Linked DNA regions of Mus musculus: regions 1, 2, 4 and 5 are each linked to region 3. Evidence: chromatin contacts called from public HiChIP or PLAC-seq and promoter capture Hi-C data. All regions are on one chromosome and are shown on one strand. Each heading gives the region's core, a stretch centred on a gene start, on an enhancer-like site or on the middle of the called end of the contact. The rest is flanking DNA. Distances are from core to core; before and after follow the strand shown.

Evidence for each region. Promoter capture Hi-C pulls out the DNA fragments that hold promoters and counts their contacts. HiChIP or PLAC-seq counts read pairs in DNA pulled down with a chosen protein or histone mark.
Region 1: a contact with region 3 is called in a promoter capture Hi-C map of pre-B cells, with 2.9 times the contacts expected there. The contact joins the promoter of 2510009E07Rik here to the promoter of Tra2b in region 3. A contact is called at or near these places in 2 of 39 promoter capture datasets (hippocampal neurons and pre-B cells) and 1 of 115 datasets of contacts at active chromatin or transcription factors (effector CD8 T cells).
Region 2: a contact with region 3 is called in a promoter capture Hi-C map of pre-B cells, with 6 times the contacts expected there. The contact joins the promoter of BC106179 here to the promoter of Tra2b in region 3. A contact is called at or near these places in 2 of 39 promoter capture datasets (maxillary cranial neural crest and pre-B cells).
Region 4: a contact with region 3 is called in a promoter capture Hi-C map of embryonic stem cells, with 2.1 times the contacts expected there. The contact joins the promoter of Ahsg here to the promoter of Tra2b in region 3. A contact is called at or near these places in 4 of 39 promoter capture datasets (the C10 cell line, embryonic stem cells and pre-B cells).
Region 5: a FOXA1 HiChIP or PLAC-seq map of pancreatic cancer cells shows a contact between it and region 3. The contact joins the enhancer-like site here to the promoter of Tra2b in region 3. A contact is called at or near these places in 7 of 39 promoter capture datasets (the 3T3-L1 cell line, the SN4741 cell line, cranial neural crest and 3 more), 3 of 115 datasets of contacts at active chromatin or transcription factors (double positive thymocytes, embryonic stem cells and pancreatic cancer cells) and 4 of 9 other capture datasets (adipose tissue, embryonic stem cells, macrophages and 1 more).

The regions. Positions count from the first base shown.
Region 1 is chr16:21,693,328-21,696,060 of GRCm38.p6, reverse strand. It overlaps 2510009E07Rik (RIKEN cDNA 2510009E07 gene), which reads left to right and starts at 1,396. Exons shown (of 2, transcript NM_001001881.2): 1 at 1,396-1,845. The coding sequence starts at 1,656.
Region 2 is chr16:23,224,229-23,226,928 of GRCm38.p6, reverse strand. It overlaps BC106179 (cDNA sequence BC106179), which reads left to right and starts at 1,445. Exons shown (of 3, transcript NR_152126.1): 1 at 1,445-1,461; 2 at 2,485-2,700. It overlaps St6gal1 (beta galactoside alpha 2,6 sialyltransferase 1), which reads right to left and starts at 2,189. Exons shown (of 8, transcript NM_145933.4): 1 at 1,700-2,189.
Region 3 is chr16:22,264,715-22,267,414 of GRCm38.p6, reverse strand. It overlaps Tra2b (transformer 2 beta), which reads left to right and starts at 1,410. Exons shown (of 9, transcript NM_009186.5): 1 at 1,410-1,674. The coding sequence starts at 1,639.
Region 4 is chr16:22,890,741-22,893,440 of GRCm38.p6, reverse strand. Ahsg (alpha-2-HS-glycoprotein) reads right to left here and starts at 1,426. Exons shown (of 7, transcript NM_013465.2): 1 at 1,114-1,426. The coding sequence starts at 1,326. The region is part of intron 1 of Gm30505 (predicted gene, 30505); the gene reads left to right.
Region 5 is chr16:22,838,074-22,840,773 of GRCm38.p6, reverse strand. All of the region lies in intron 2 of Tbccd1 (TBCC domain containing 1), which reads left to right. Among named protein-coding and RNA genes, the nearest start is that of Tbccd1, 18 kb to the left of the region's middle. Within about 2 kb of position 1,418, at least 60 of the 459 cell types and tissues checked have an H3K27ac peak or open chromatin away from gene starts, as enhancers often do. A contact at or near this core is called in the SN4741 cell line and pancreatic cancer cells, where this site is marked.

The sequences.
Region 1 (2,733 bases), core at 147-2,646, 570 kb after region 3:
GCACCTGGGAGATAGGTGAAGCATGGCACCTTGTGTTTACCTCAGTTCAATGTTAGGTTAACGGGGAGCCAGAATTTGTCACTTAGATGGGACAGTTGTTGAAATCAGCCGTTGCCATCTGAGTTTACCTCAATCCCTGACACATGAAGATTTCACAGAGTCAGACATATGCAAATTAGATTTCCCTTCCTAAGCCAAGGTTAAATAAAAGGGAAAATTATGAAAGGGTGCTTATGGCAGCAAAGAGTTTTGAGGACTTGAGGATGAATTTCGTTTAAAACCAGGATAGAGCTCATTGCCAAACAGGAAGGGGATAAAGGGAAGGGAAAGGAGATCTGGGGAAAGCACGGTCCAGCCCAGCATTTGTGCTGAGAGGCTCTGTTGCGGACCCTCTGCGATTACAGGCATTTTCCTGGGCCCGGTGTAGCATTTGGCAAGGAAGCAGAGGGAAGGCGTTCCTCCTTTCGGTGTTTTAGACTGGGCACTGGCCCGCGTGGTAGGGGAAGCACTGCTCCCGTAAACGAAAGATTCATTTTTCTCTTCTCTGGTTCAGTCTGGGATGGAAGACCCATTTGAAACAAGTTGTGGCCAGCAGGGCGGTCTAACAAGCAGACTGGGGGAGGTGGGAGAGGGACCTGCAGCCTAGGCAGCCACACCCATTGGCTAGGCTGGGCCACATGTCAGTCTGTGTACCCATGTCCGACCGTGTCAACTCCACACATGTAATCCATGCATAAATTTACTACGCCATTCCAGCCCACCATACCGCCACACACGCAGTTCAACTGATGCAGTTAATCACGCTAGGGCGTCCACACTCACAACACACACACACACACACACACACACACACACACACACACACACACTCACACACGACTATACGACTGGCGTGTAATGTCTATGGCCACACAGACACTGCAAGCCACTCAGTGCATCCCCACACCCTACACGTATCAAGACAGAAACCTAACAGATTCTCCCACCCTGACTGCCCAAAGCCCCGCACCCAGGACTAGTTCCGGGAGGCTGGCACAGGGAAGAACCCGCGAGGTCATCGCCCGCTGCCATCCGGCGGCTCCAGGACAGCCCGGGCGAGTGTGTGCCCAGCAGGACGCCACGGCGCGACGGGGAGGGAGTGCTAAGGACCAGGCTAGACCCTGTGCCTAAAGGCTGCGGGAGAAGGCCGGACTGTAGCCGGAGGTACGCCCTCCCAACCCGAGGGCGTAGGGGATGTGTGCTGACTGTCCTATGGGCATGTGGGACCCGCTGGCCGGGGGCAGAGGCGACGCGCGCAACGCCACCGCGAGGGGATGGGCTCGCAGAGGGGCGCGGCGGTCTAAGTGTGCGCGTGCGCGTGCAGGCGTGGCGGCCCGAGTGGGGAGGAGGGAGCAGGGAGGACGACAGAGAGAGACGGGAGGAGGGAGCAAAGAGGAGGGAGGAGAGGAGAGGAGAAAGAAGGGAGGAGGGAGCAGGGCGCAGAAGGGAGCAGGGCGCGGGGAGGCAGCAGGCCTGGCCGGGTCGCTGCTCCCTCCCCGGGCGGCTCCTCGGCAGCGGGTGTTCGCCGCGCCTCCAGCCCGCAACCCACCCTCGCCCTGCCCGGCCCGCGCCTCTGCCCTGTCCTAGGCTCCCGGCCCGGCTCTTCAACCGGAGAGATGAGTGCGGCCACGGCGCCCGAGCGCGGCTGGAAGAGCGAGAAAGTGGACGAGGCGCAGGCCCTGGCGCGGAGCTGCGCCGCCCGCAGACCCGACTTCCAGCCGTGCGACGGGCTGTCCATCTGTGCCACGCACAGCCACGGCAAGTGCTTCAAGCTGCACTGGTGCTGTCACCTGGGATGGTGTCACTGTAAGTGGAGCCGCGTCGGCCTGCTGTCGCCCGCCTGCGGCCGGGTGCTACCCGGACGACGGGAGGAAATCCCGGGGGAACCTAGCTGTAGTCACAAAAGGGAACCTTCCTACCCACAGGAGCCTGGGGCTGGCTTTCTTTGCCGTTCTTTTAGATACTTGCTCAGAGCCGCCAGAGCGGACGCGCGCCAGCAGGGTAGCCCTTTCAGCGGTGGGGGGTGGGCACGGACATACCCCTTTCACTTTCTTGCCTGTTCTTTCTGGCTGCTGTTGAACAGAAAGAACCCTAGGTCCTAGCGATTCCCATTTATTTAATGTATCCAGATCGAGAAAGAACCAAAGTATGAAGAATGGCTTCTAAGAAGTTAAAAGGAACAGTTTGAAGAGCAAACTCCTTCGACACCCAGTTACAGCGTTTGAGCCAAGCCAGGACTAGTCTAGTCCTAGGCCAGTTGTATTTATCCTGAGAGTTTTAAATAGATTAAACTTAAGTAGCCATTTAATCAGCATTCCACAATTTGATTACTTCATGGCATTTAGCTTAATCCGACTGCTGAATCATTTCTTTTTAGAAACATTCTGAAGTCGGTTTCCATATAATCTTAGATTTGGAGGGCTTTGCCGTGCTTAAGACACATTTTCCAAGTGATCTTCAATCAAACTTTTCCCCCCTGTTATTTAGGAGGATATGGTTTACAAGGAGAGCTACAATATGTAACAAATCTTTATTTGCTTTTAATTGAGAATATTTGAATGTCTTAGTTGAGTTTATAAATTAAAGGATAGAAAATCCTTGCTTTTCCTTATAAATTCAAGGTACCTGGAGAGCGAATATTGATTTTGTTGTTCCTCTGCTGATGAGGACAAACAGGATGTTCTTGCTTCTCGC
Region 2 (2,700 bases), core at 196-2,695, 960 kb before region 3:
TAAAATCAATGAAAAGAATGCTTCGTTCTGTACTGAGGGGCTCAGAAGCAGCTGACTACAAGAGACACTCTCCTCCCAGCGGGGCTGATGTCAACAGCCCCAGCTTCTGCCCGAACAAAGGCTTCTTAGCGCCCGCAAAACATCTAAGCCTCTCCAGTTGGCCCTAGTTCAATTTGAGAACAAGAGGGCAGCCAGGAGAGCAGAGCAAAGTTATGAAGCGGGACAGGCTGAGAAGTGGGGGAAATGCTAAGTCCCTCTTCTCCACTAAAACAGAGAACTCTAGAAAGGTATAATGGAAGGGCGCAGTTTCCAATTTGAATTATTTTCTTTGTTTCACTCCGCCCTGCCTGAGGCTACTGCCTTTTAAGCCGACCGCAGAATCCTCTGGATGAAGGCCGAGCAGTTGGAAGACCCAAGGGGCTGAACTCTCAGACCTCAGCTTCCTGCCTGTAAAATTAAAAAGGTTCCCTAGCTGTCGCCTGGATTTTTTCAATAACAAAGGTACACGGTTGAAGGCTGTCCAGTTGTCTTCAGAGACAGGTTAGTCTCCACAGGGACTACTCGAGGTGCAGCATCAGATTGGTAAAATGCTGTCACTCCTGCACAGGTCGCCTAGGATCCGTTCACCGCCCCCTTCCTGTCCTCAACTTTTCCTCAGAGCTGACAAGCCCAGACCTCAATACGCTAAAAATCCGGCTGCGTGAGCAGAGTGAAAGTTAAGGGGAAAGCACAGCAAACAGTGGACCTACCTCTGCGAGCCTCCGATACGTCCCCGTCTAGACGAGGGGCCCCCGTTGGCCTTGTGTGGCCAGGGCCAGTGACACCTGAAATGTCTAGCCACAGGGAGCTCCCAGGCGAAGAGCAAGCAAAACCCAAGACCTCACTGGTGGATTTTGTTAAAATGAACTATTCTTTCAGCAAGCTAGGGAGGCGCTCGAGATTCCCCAACAGGGGCAGTCGCCAGTGCACGGGGACAATGGTGTGTCGGGCAGGGTCTATTTTAGAAGGGTACCCTACAGATCCTTAGTTCAGCCCACGACTCTTAAGAAAATCTCGAAGAAGAGATGAGGGCTTGTAGGTTTCACCTCCAAACCCGTGCCAATGGGTGAAGCATACGTGTGGGTGGGGTGGGGGCTTTTTGTCGGCTCTTTCTTGTTTGTATTTTCTTTTTCCTTTAAAAATCAACAGGTTTAGTCCGTCCCTTCACAGAGCACCGCTGCGAAAGGTCCCCACCTCTCCAGCAGTAGTAGGTGGCCTCCAAGCGCCGCACCCGTTGGTTTGGCTGGAACAATAACCTGACCAAAAGAGGTTCAGCCGGGGCACACGTGCGTTTGTTGTGGTGCCTGCGCTCCCCCTCTCCTTCCACCGGGCTTGTTTTCCTGCTCTGTTACCAAAGTGGGCAAGATCTAAAGAGACCCTCACTCCGCGAGTCAACGCCTTACACAATACAGACGCTGCAGTGTAGGTTCCTGCGTCCCCGCACACGTGGGTTTGTTATGGGTGCGCAGGCTGGCGTGCCGGGGGGTGGGGGTGGGGGTGGGGGATTAGGGAGGGGAGGCCAAGGCGGTCCCTCCCCTGGACCCGCGACAGACATCCCCAGCCCGGGGCGGCGGCTCCTACTCCCGCAGCTAGGGCTGCCTCTCAGCGCACCCCTGCACTCCTTCTTCAGACCCGTGCCGCCCGCCTCGCCCCTACTCACTTGCAGCTCTCTCAATCGGGAAGGCGGCTGCGGTCGCTGAGCCCACCGAGCGCTCGCACGGCGCGCAGTCCGATTCCCTTTGTTAGGGTCGGGCAGTGCCAGGGCGGCTCCCCAACCCAGGCTGGCGCTCAACTCCACTCCCCCAGGTGCCTCTGGATCTTGCCGGGCCGAGGGAGAAGAGCCCGGGACTCAAGCTCCGAGTGAGTCCCCTTGAGAACGGATCTTCTGGGAAGCAGAGAGGGAGCACAGATGAGGGTACAGAGGACCGGGAAGGAGGGAAGAAAAGCACGGCAGACCGGCGGGAGGACGCTTGGTCTCCGTTATGCAAATAGAGTCGTTAAAACTAGAAAAGTGCTCTATCACACCGGTCCCAAACCATCCTGGCCCTCTGGAGGTCGCTAGCGAGCAGGCTCAAGGTTAAAGGTGCCTGCTTAGGGCTCCCCGTAATGCAGGGAATCTTGCAGTCTGTCCACAAAGAGCAAGCCTTTGGGGCGGAGCAATGCGGCAGGCAAGGAAGCCCAAATGCTGCCTCCACCCCCACCCCCTGCGTGTCCCGATGGATTGGATTCAGTGTTATCTGGCGAAAACGTTCTTACCAGAGTGCTTGTCCTGGCTCTGCACAGGGTGATCCTGATCAAACAAGTCATTTAACCCCTGTGAAAACTCAAATTTTTATGTAGGACACATACATCTTAGACTGTAGTATTTAGAGTTTAACAAAAATCCCCCAACATTAAGTGTATCCTGTACACAGCCTTGTCAAACTTTTTTTTTTTTTTTTTTAGATGTTCTGGAGTCCTGCGACCTGGAACTCTCACAGTAGGTACGCAGGCAGGCAGGACCCGGTTACAAAGGTAAAGACAGCCGGGCACCTTCCTTCCACTGGGCTTAGGATACGGCTGCTGGAGAAGTCAGGAGGAAACATCTTGTTGAAGAAGCAGTCTGGCAGTCTGACCATCTCTGATTACCCACAGACCACTTCCGAAAGACTGAAAACTTTC
Region 3 (2,700 bases), core at 161-2,660:
TTATTCATTGAAACTGCGAGTGTTGGATCATCCTGTAGCTCAGAATATTCACGGAAGCTATGTGACTGTCGCTGGGCAGTAGTGCATGCCTTTAATCTCAGCACTTGGGAGGCAGAGGCAGGTTGATTTCTGAGTTCAAGGTCAGCCTGGTCTACAGAGTGAGTTCCAGGACAGCCAGGGCTACACAGAGAAATCCTATCTCGAAAAACCAAAAAAAAAAAAAAAAAAAAAAAAACCAAACCAAACCAAACAAGAAGACTGTCAAAATGGTATTCATCTCAAGAACTCATTTGGCATGGTTTTCTATAGATATCTTCAGTGTTCTTTCATGCTATCCTTAGAGGCTAGAGGGCAGGCGGCTTCTCCCAAACAGAAATCCATTACTACAGGCCCGTTTCTCTTGAATTATTTTCTGTTTTGTGTCACTTTTTGAAGGGGGCCCGCTCATGTAGCCCAGGTTGGCCTTAAACAGCTAACTGTCCTTGGGCTCACCTCTCATGCTGCGATTACAAGGATTACAAGTGTGCACCACCCTGCCTGGCTTTCCTTTCTCCATTTCTTTCTTTCCTTTCCATTTCCCCAGGTGGGAGTCAGGGTGGGGAATGAGACCAGGTTTCTCTGTGTAATCCTGACTGTCCTGGAACTCGCTTTGTATATTCGGCTTACCTGGAACTCACAGAGATCCGCCTTAAAGGCGTGTATTACCACACCAGGCCATAGGATTGATAGTTCATAACTATAATCCCAGGATTTGGGAGGCTGACCCAGAAGGGTTAATACATTCCTAACATCAGCCTAGGCTATATAACATACACGGTGGGTTCAAGGTCAACCCAGGCAACACAATGAGGCTTTGTCTCAAACCTCAATTTGTTTGTTTGCTTTGAGCTAGGGTTTCTCCGTGTAGACCAAGCTGTCCCCAAACTCAGGGATCTGCTTGTCTCTGCCTCTTTAGTGCTGGGATTAAAGGCATGCACCATTAATGCCCGGTTTAAATTGCGAGAGTTTTAAATGGAGGTTTTATTTAGGAAGGAAAGCTCTAGAATTAAGTCTAAATAAACGGGAGGTGAGAATCCAGTGTGTGGCTGTGTTCTCTCCTAGATCATGAGAGAACAAAAGGAGAGGAAACTAGTGAGACAGAACAAAGGCATGGAGGAATGTACAACCATCTCTTCTCTTCTTCCACCCAGGACGGTTCTCTAGAAGGTTCCAGAAACGAGTGTGGCAAGGCTACGGACATCACGGTGTCCCGAGGAGACCACAACAGACGCCCAAAGGCAGGCGCACACTTTCCCGCCACGCTGTGGCCGGGTACTAGGGGAGGGGAGGGGCAGGGCGGTAAGGTAGACGTCACGTCCGGTTTGGGAAGCGCCCCTGCAGGAGAAAGCGGTTGGAAGGCGCGTCGAAGTGGGAGGGGCCAGGAAAGCGCGCCTTCGGGGGAGTGGGTGGGACCAGGTTAAAGAGCGTGGCGTCACATCCGGCAGTGTTAGACCGGTGCGGAGGTGGTGCGGAGCGTGTCGGCTTCGAGCTCCTCGCAAAAGTGTGGCGTCGCGCTAGGCTGCGGCGGAGCCTCTGTAAGGAAGGCGGGAGCTTGACAGCTTCAGGAAAGGCCCGTAGCGGTGACAGCGACCCGGAGTCATGAGCGACAGCGGCGAGCAGAACTACGGCGAGCGGGTAAGCGCGGAGTTGCGCGGGCGGCCGCGGTCCCCACCCTGCTACTTCTTCTAGGCCTCTCGGCCCGGTGCAGCCGGGTGTCGGGAGCCTGACGTGCGGAGGGAGCCGGGGCGCCGGAGGGCCTGGTGGCCGGCGCTTCTCGTCGGAGGGAGGCCGCGGGCGGGCTGTGTGCCTCGCACCCGCCACGACCGTTTTTTTTTTTTTTCCTTTCCCCCCGTTACGGGGCGGGGGGAGGCTAAAGATGGCCGCGGCGTCCGTCGGCGTTGGGGGATGGGAACGGTATCTTCTTTCGCCGTTGCTCTCCTGCGAAGCCGCGCCGCAGCCATCTTGGGCTCGCGGGCCGGGCGCGCTGCCAGAGGCACAAAATGGCGGAGCCGCCGCTCCCTGCAGCCAGGCTTTGCCGCCTCGCCACCCGGGGTCCAAGGGTGAAGCGGAGAAAAGCCACGTGTGGCCGGGAGCCTATGGGGACTGACTGATGCTTTTCGGTTGATGGAGGGCCTCCTGGTCCCGGTAAGGGACAGCTAGCTGTAGGGGGCTCTTGGAGCATCTGGAGACGGAAACGGCTGAGGGGGATTGGGGGCCCCGTTAGTTGGAGGGCTTTGTGCTACAGCGTTTCTCCCATTGTTGAGAGCTTACTGGAATAGAACGCAAGGTCGTTAGGCGTTGTTGTATAGAGCCTCCCTACCCCTGGGGGGACTTGGGAAGGAGAAACCATTGGCGACAATTGATGGCGCTATTAAACTCTGAAGTCGACGGGATTTTATTTTTAAGCTTCCACCTCCCAGAGGGTGAAAATCGGTAGAGGTTGATTAGATTGTATACAATGGGCCTGGACTAGACCCAGCCCCAAAGCTGAACAAATGAGGCGCATGTGGCGTGGCTGTAGAGTTTAGATTAAAAACTGTCACGTGAAGATGCGGAAGTCCAGGGCTCAGTGAACAGGTAATTGCAGTTTGGAAACGGCTTACAAGCATCATAAGAATGGCTGTTTTGCCCTTCCTGTACTAACGTTTTTATTTTCGCAAA
Region 4 (2,700 bases), core at 177-2,676, 630 kb before region 3:
GCCATTACGTCTTTTGCCAACTGCCCTTAAAACTCACCCAGGAAAACCGTGGTTTCAAATCAGCTGTCCCATTGTAAAGCTGGTTGTCAATCCTCACTCTGAGCATCCTGGTGTTTACCTTATTTTCCTCCTAAATCCTAAGTCTCTAGTGACACAAACTTGTTCTTCTCATCTTTATGTTAAGCTGAACCGTATGGAGTTTCCAACTTTGCATGTTAAAAGCAGACAAATAGTCGGTGACACATGCCTATGATTCCAGGAGCCAGGAGGCAGAGGCAGGTGGATCTCTGTGTGTTTGAGGCCAGCCTGGTCTACATAGTAAGTTCCAGGACAGTCAGGGCTACAAAGAGAAACCTTTCTGTCTCAAAAAGAAGAAGGAAAGAAGGAAGGAAGGAAGGAAGGAAGGAAGGAAGGAAGGAAGGAAGGAAGAAAGGAAGGAAAAGAAAGAGAGAAGAGAAAGAAGAGAAAGGAAGGAAGGAAGGGAAAGAAAGAGCAAAGAGAAAGAAAGAAGAAAAAGGAAGAAAGAAAGAGAAAGAAGAGAAAGGAAGGAAGAAGAAAGAAAGAGGAAGAGAAAGAAAGAGAGAAGAGAAAGAAAGGAAGAAAGACAGACAGACAGACAGAAACAGGAAAAGAAAAGCAGACAAGTATTGGCGGTTTCATAGTTTCAGTCTGTTAGCATATGAGATCTGTTGTCTAAGGAGAACATGGCTATCAGGCAGGTCTGGAATGAATGAAGGGAGGATTTAATGAAACGATCTGCATTAGATGGCCGTCACACATGGTCACTGATCAAATGCTGCTTTCCTTTTCATCAGAGATAAATGTAATCCAAGAAAGAGAAGTCATTCACAAATTAGCAAATAGGGCCCAGGTTCTCCCAGCAAGTCCCACCTTCTGCCTGTGGTCTGTGAACTATGCCTCGGGGTCCCTTCCTCTTCCCGTGGGAGCATCCTCTGTGAGATACACGGCTACAATACTGATGTGGCCTCTCCTGCTCTCTCTTTCCCAATCTCTGCTGCCATTCCATCTCCACTGGGAGATGCTAGCCTTTGAGGCACTGGGTTAGATCCCCTACCCAGATTCATTCAGCTCATTCCTGGTAGGCTCACTTACCCGAGACCACACCTTGACTTTGTCGATCTGATTCAAGACCTGTTTGAATCCCTGAAGAAGATGATTATTGAGGTAGTCCACGGCCAACAAAGCTACTTGCTCTGCTTCTGGATCATCACAAGCCAATTCTCTAAAACCCAGTCCTGTACCTTGTGGAGCGGATTGGCAGCCCCAGAGCTGAGCAAAACAAAGGAGCAAGACCAGGGACTTCATGGTTGCTCCAGAGAGGCCCTGGAAAATGGGCAAATGTCAGGAGCAGCCCGGATAATCAGCTTGGAGAGCTAGACCAATAGAGGGGCAGAGGGCCTAATTTATCTGACAGAGCCCGCCGAAGGAATTGCGTAAAGGCGTGGGACGATTTCTGTTCTGGTTCCAAATAATCCTTGCAAACAGCAGCTCTGGAAAAGCAAATAAGTTAGGACATCATCTCTCCCCAACAGATCTGCCAAAGTCAATGCTGCTGTGGGCAAAGATATTCCAAAGTCTGCCTGGAACATGGTGATAACAGCAGAGAGAGGAGGTGGCTGAGGGGTGAAATGGACATGGCCAGCACAGAGCGCAGCTGCAGTGGCGGTGGGGGTGGGGGTGAGGGTCATCCACGTGAATATGAGCATGCTTTGGCACCCTGAATATGAGCAGGATAGGGCTATAGCATGCTCTGGGTAAATCTTCTAACGTTGATGATTGATCTCCCTCAAGAAGAGTCATAGAAGAAGAAGAGAGTCCACACATGTAGCAAAGATACCGTGAGCCATGGGAGATGCTCAAGTCAGTAAAAATGATTATAGCATCGAGGGGTGTGACCGGTGTAGCTGTTTGCCTCCTCTTTTCCCTCACCCTCACCCCTGCAAACCTCACCACCAAGCCCTGCAGGGAACAGCACAGGCAGGCACTGCTCTGTGTCTTCTGTGTGGCCATTCAGCACCAGTAGCACTCTGGTCCCAGCCAAGGCACAAGTGCAACACCATGGAGTTCTGGCCTCTGAGCCATCATTTGACACGGTTCTGGGTTGGACTCCAGCATTTCAGGTTGAGGTACTGCAAGAGCAATTATGAACAAAGGTCTGCTCTGCACTCTTTGCAATCTCAACAAGAGGTTAGTGTGCCTGTGGGTTTTGACAGTCCCAGATATGATCTTCAGGAAGTGTGTGCAGGACACTGACAGGTTTCAGAAATGTCATGTAAGGACCGGGAGCCAAGAAGCCTTCACACAAAGACCATACTTCAAATACCGCGAAGTCACCGTTACATTTGGATGGATTTGTCCTGTGGTTTTTAACATTGCTTCGGGGGGGGGGGGGGAATACTTGTTACAAAAGAAGAGAAGAAAGAACTTCTGATGGAAATCTAAATGGCACCAACTTTGTAGGCGACGACTTGGTTGTGGGTAGAGAGGGAGGGTGACAGGGCAGAGACAGTGGTAGCAGGGCTCATTTTGCATTTGCTTCCAGCCACACGCACATGTACAGACCTGAATGGGAACTCCCAGTTCTCTTGGAGAGGGGCCATAACGCTCAGAGACATCTAGCTAGTCATTTAGTTTTCTATTAACCGTGTACCCATTTAATGTAAAGGCATGACATAGGAA
Region 5 (2,700 bases), core at 169-2,668, 570 kb before region 3:
TAGTATGTAGTGGAATAGGCTGTGCTGTTGGTAAACATTGCTATACCAAAGGGAATAGCTAAACAGAAAGCAGTAACTGGCCCAGAGCACATCCAGACACTATCAGAGCAGACACAAGTTGTTAAAACTCTGACTTCCCTTAAAACCACCAGAAGCTCTTCCTCTATGACTCTGCTAGGCTCAGCTCATACTCCAGCTCTCAGCTTAGAGTCTCATGACTGCAGCTTTCCCAGACTGACACTGTAGACTGGTAGTTCCCAGTTCCAGAGTCCTGGCGGATGTCCCATTATTTCTGTTCAGGGTCTGTTGGCAGTGGATAGTGGATAACAGGACCCCTTCTGTTTTATTCTCAAATCTGTGTGGAAACTGCTGTGTCTCCCTAGCCCTAATGTTACACGTGCCTCCAGCATACATTACACTAAATGCTGGTGATTACTCATCTGGATCAGTTCATCAGCTGTACCTGGGCCTGCTTGACATAGCTAAGGTGGCTAAAGTGTGTTCTTCTGGAAAGCAGGGAGCAGTGTGTGAGAGCTTACAGAGAGTGCTCGGAGCCTGTTCCCGAGACAGACAGTTCTGTCTGAAGGCCCTGAGCCTGTGGTGGAGAGGTAGCTCTGCAGACCTCTGAGGTGCCCTCCAAGTCCCTTTCCTCTTGTCCCCGTGCTTCTGGCCTCACTTTATCCATGCTGATCCCTCCTGGATGCACCTCTCCGTGGCACTTCTTTGCTCCTTTCCTGGAGGAGCTGTAAATCTTTCAAATCCTTTTGCGTTGTTTCCTTTTACATTGAGAAATTCTATTTTTAGATGGTGCTTCTAAAGCCTTCTTTCTGCAGTTCAGATGTAACCCAGGGGCAGCTTGGCAGCTTTGCTGTTTCAGTACTTTCTCTGCCAAGCACCCCAGTTTGTCACTTTTGAATTCTGCCTTCTATAAATCTCTAGGTGGGTATGGGCACAACCCTCTTGCAAGAGCTAACTCAAAGAATCCTGGAAGAACTGCATCTCTTCTGAAGGCAGTACTCAGCAAGACCTAGAGACCTCCCACTAGGGCCCACAGACCTCTCACAGATCCACTGTCTCCTCACATTGCCACGCTGGGCATCCAACTTCAACTCATGACTCACTCACCCAAACCACAGAGACCAGCACCTCTGCCATCATCGACTCCATAGCTAGTAGGAATGACTGGTATGCAAAAAGGTCAGAATACAAGTTCAGAAAAGGGCTTGAGGGTTTTTCATTCTTATGATAGAAATGACTTCACAGAGTATATTAATTATTTATAGTACATTAATTATAGCAACAGCGGCTTAGGCTGATAACTGTTTATTATTTGATCAACAGTCCTACACAGCTGCACTTGATAGGATGAATCTCTGGGCTCTTGTGTGAGCAGTGACTCAAGAAACCACATTTCTGTATTTTGGAGCTACTTAGTGTTAAATGGCTTTGCTGGGTGGGGGAAGGAAACATTGAAATGTAGAGGCTACATAATGTAACAACAGTTTATTGTTCATTTTACACAGAGGCTACACTTGAGCCATAGCTCTCCTCCAGGGTGTGCTTGACAAAGTCTACATCTTCTCCTGTGGGAAGAAATAGCTTCTTTGTAGATCATGCCTATTCTTGTCACAGCTGGGAAGAGCTGCAGATTGGAGGGAACCGGTGTCTTCTCCTCCCATGATGAGCTTGAGAGCAGGTCTTTACGCCGAAGCCATCACCATGGTAACGGCCACAGGTCCATCTGTCACCTTCCTAAATTTCTCCAGCATGCATTATTATTTTACTTGTGTATATATTAAGAGCACATGCATTCTAACTTTTTAGAAAACTTTATATTGCAGTATTGTTAGCTAGAGGCGTGGTACCCACCTCTGTAGTACAGACCCACAGAACTAAATTACCTTGTACGACTGAGGCTTTGTAAGCTTTGACATTGCCTGTTTTCCCTGCCTTCCAGCATTTGATGGTCACTGTTCCCTGTGCTTTTGTGCACTTACTGTGGTTGGACCATAGTTGGAACATGGTCTCCCACGATATCCCGTGTTGGGTTTTAATGCTCATCATGACAGATTGAGAGGACACAGGCTTAGTCTGAGCAAGGTCTCATGGCACAGGTGTAATCCGAGCTGCCAAACAGGCAGGAGGATCATAGGCTCAGGGCAACTGTGCTACAGAGGGAGTTTACGTCCAGCCTAAACAACTTGGCCTCAAAATAATACATAAATAAATAAATAAAATGCATGTATATTATCTATAAAAGATCCTAGTGACTCCACCAAACACTTTCAGAAAAGAAGCAGAATACAAGAAAAAAACATTCAAAAATCAGTAGTTTTTCTATTTTCTAAGATTGAACTTGCTGAGAAAGAAAGAAGAAAGCAATCAGCCAGCCTTGGAGTAAGCATAATCAAGGAGGTGAAAGGCCTCTACACTTTAACACTGAAAGAGGGGATTGAAGAAGACACAGAAAAGAAAAATGGCACCAACCCTCACAGATCAACAGAAGTAATATATATATGTAAATAAAATGGCAATATTACCAAAAGTGATCTACAGGCTTCACACAATTCAAAGTTTTGATGAAATTCTTTGCAATATGAGGGAAAATTATCTTAGAATTCATATAGAGGCACAAATGACCCTGAATAGCCAAAGCAGCTCTATGGAGAAAGAGCAAGGCTGGAGATACCACAATACCTG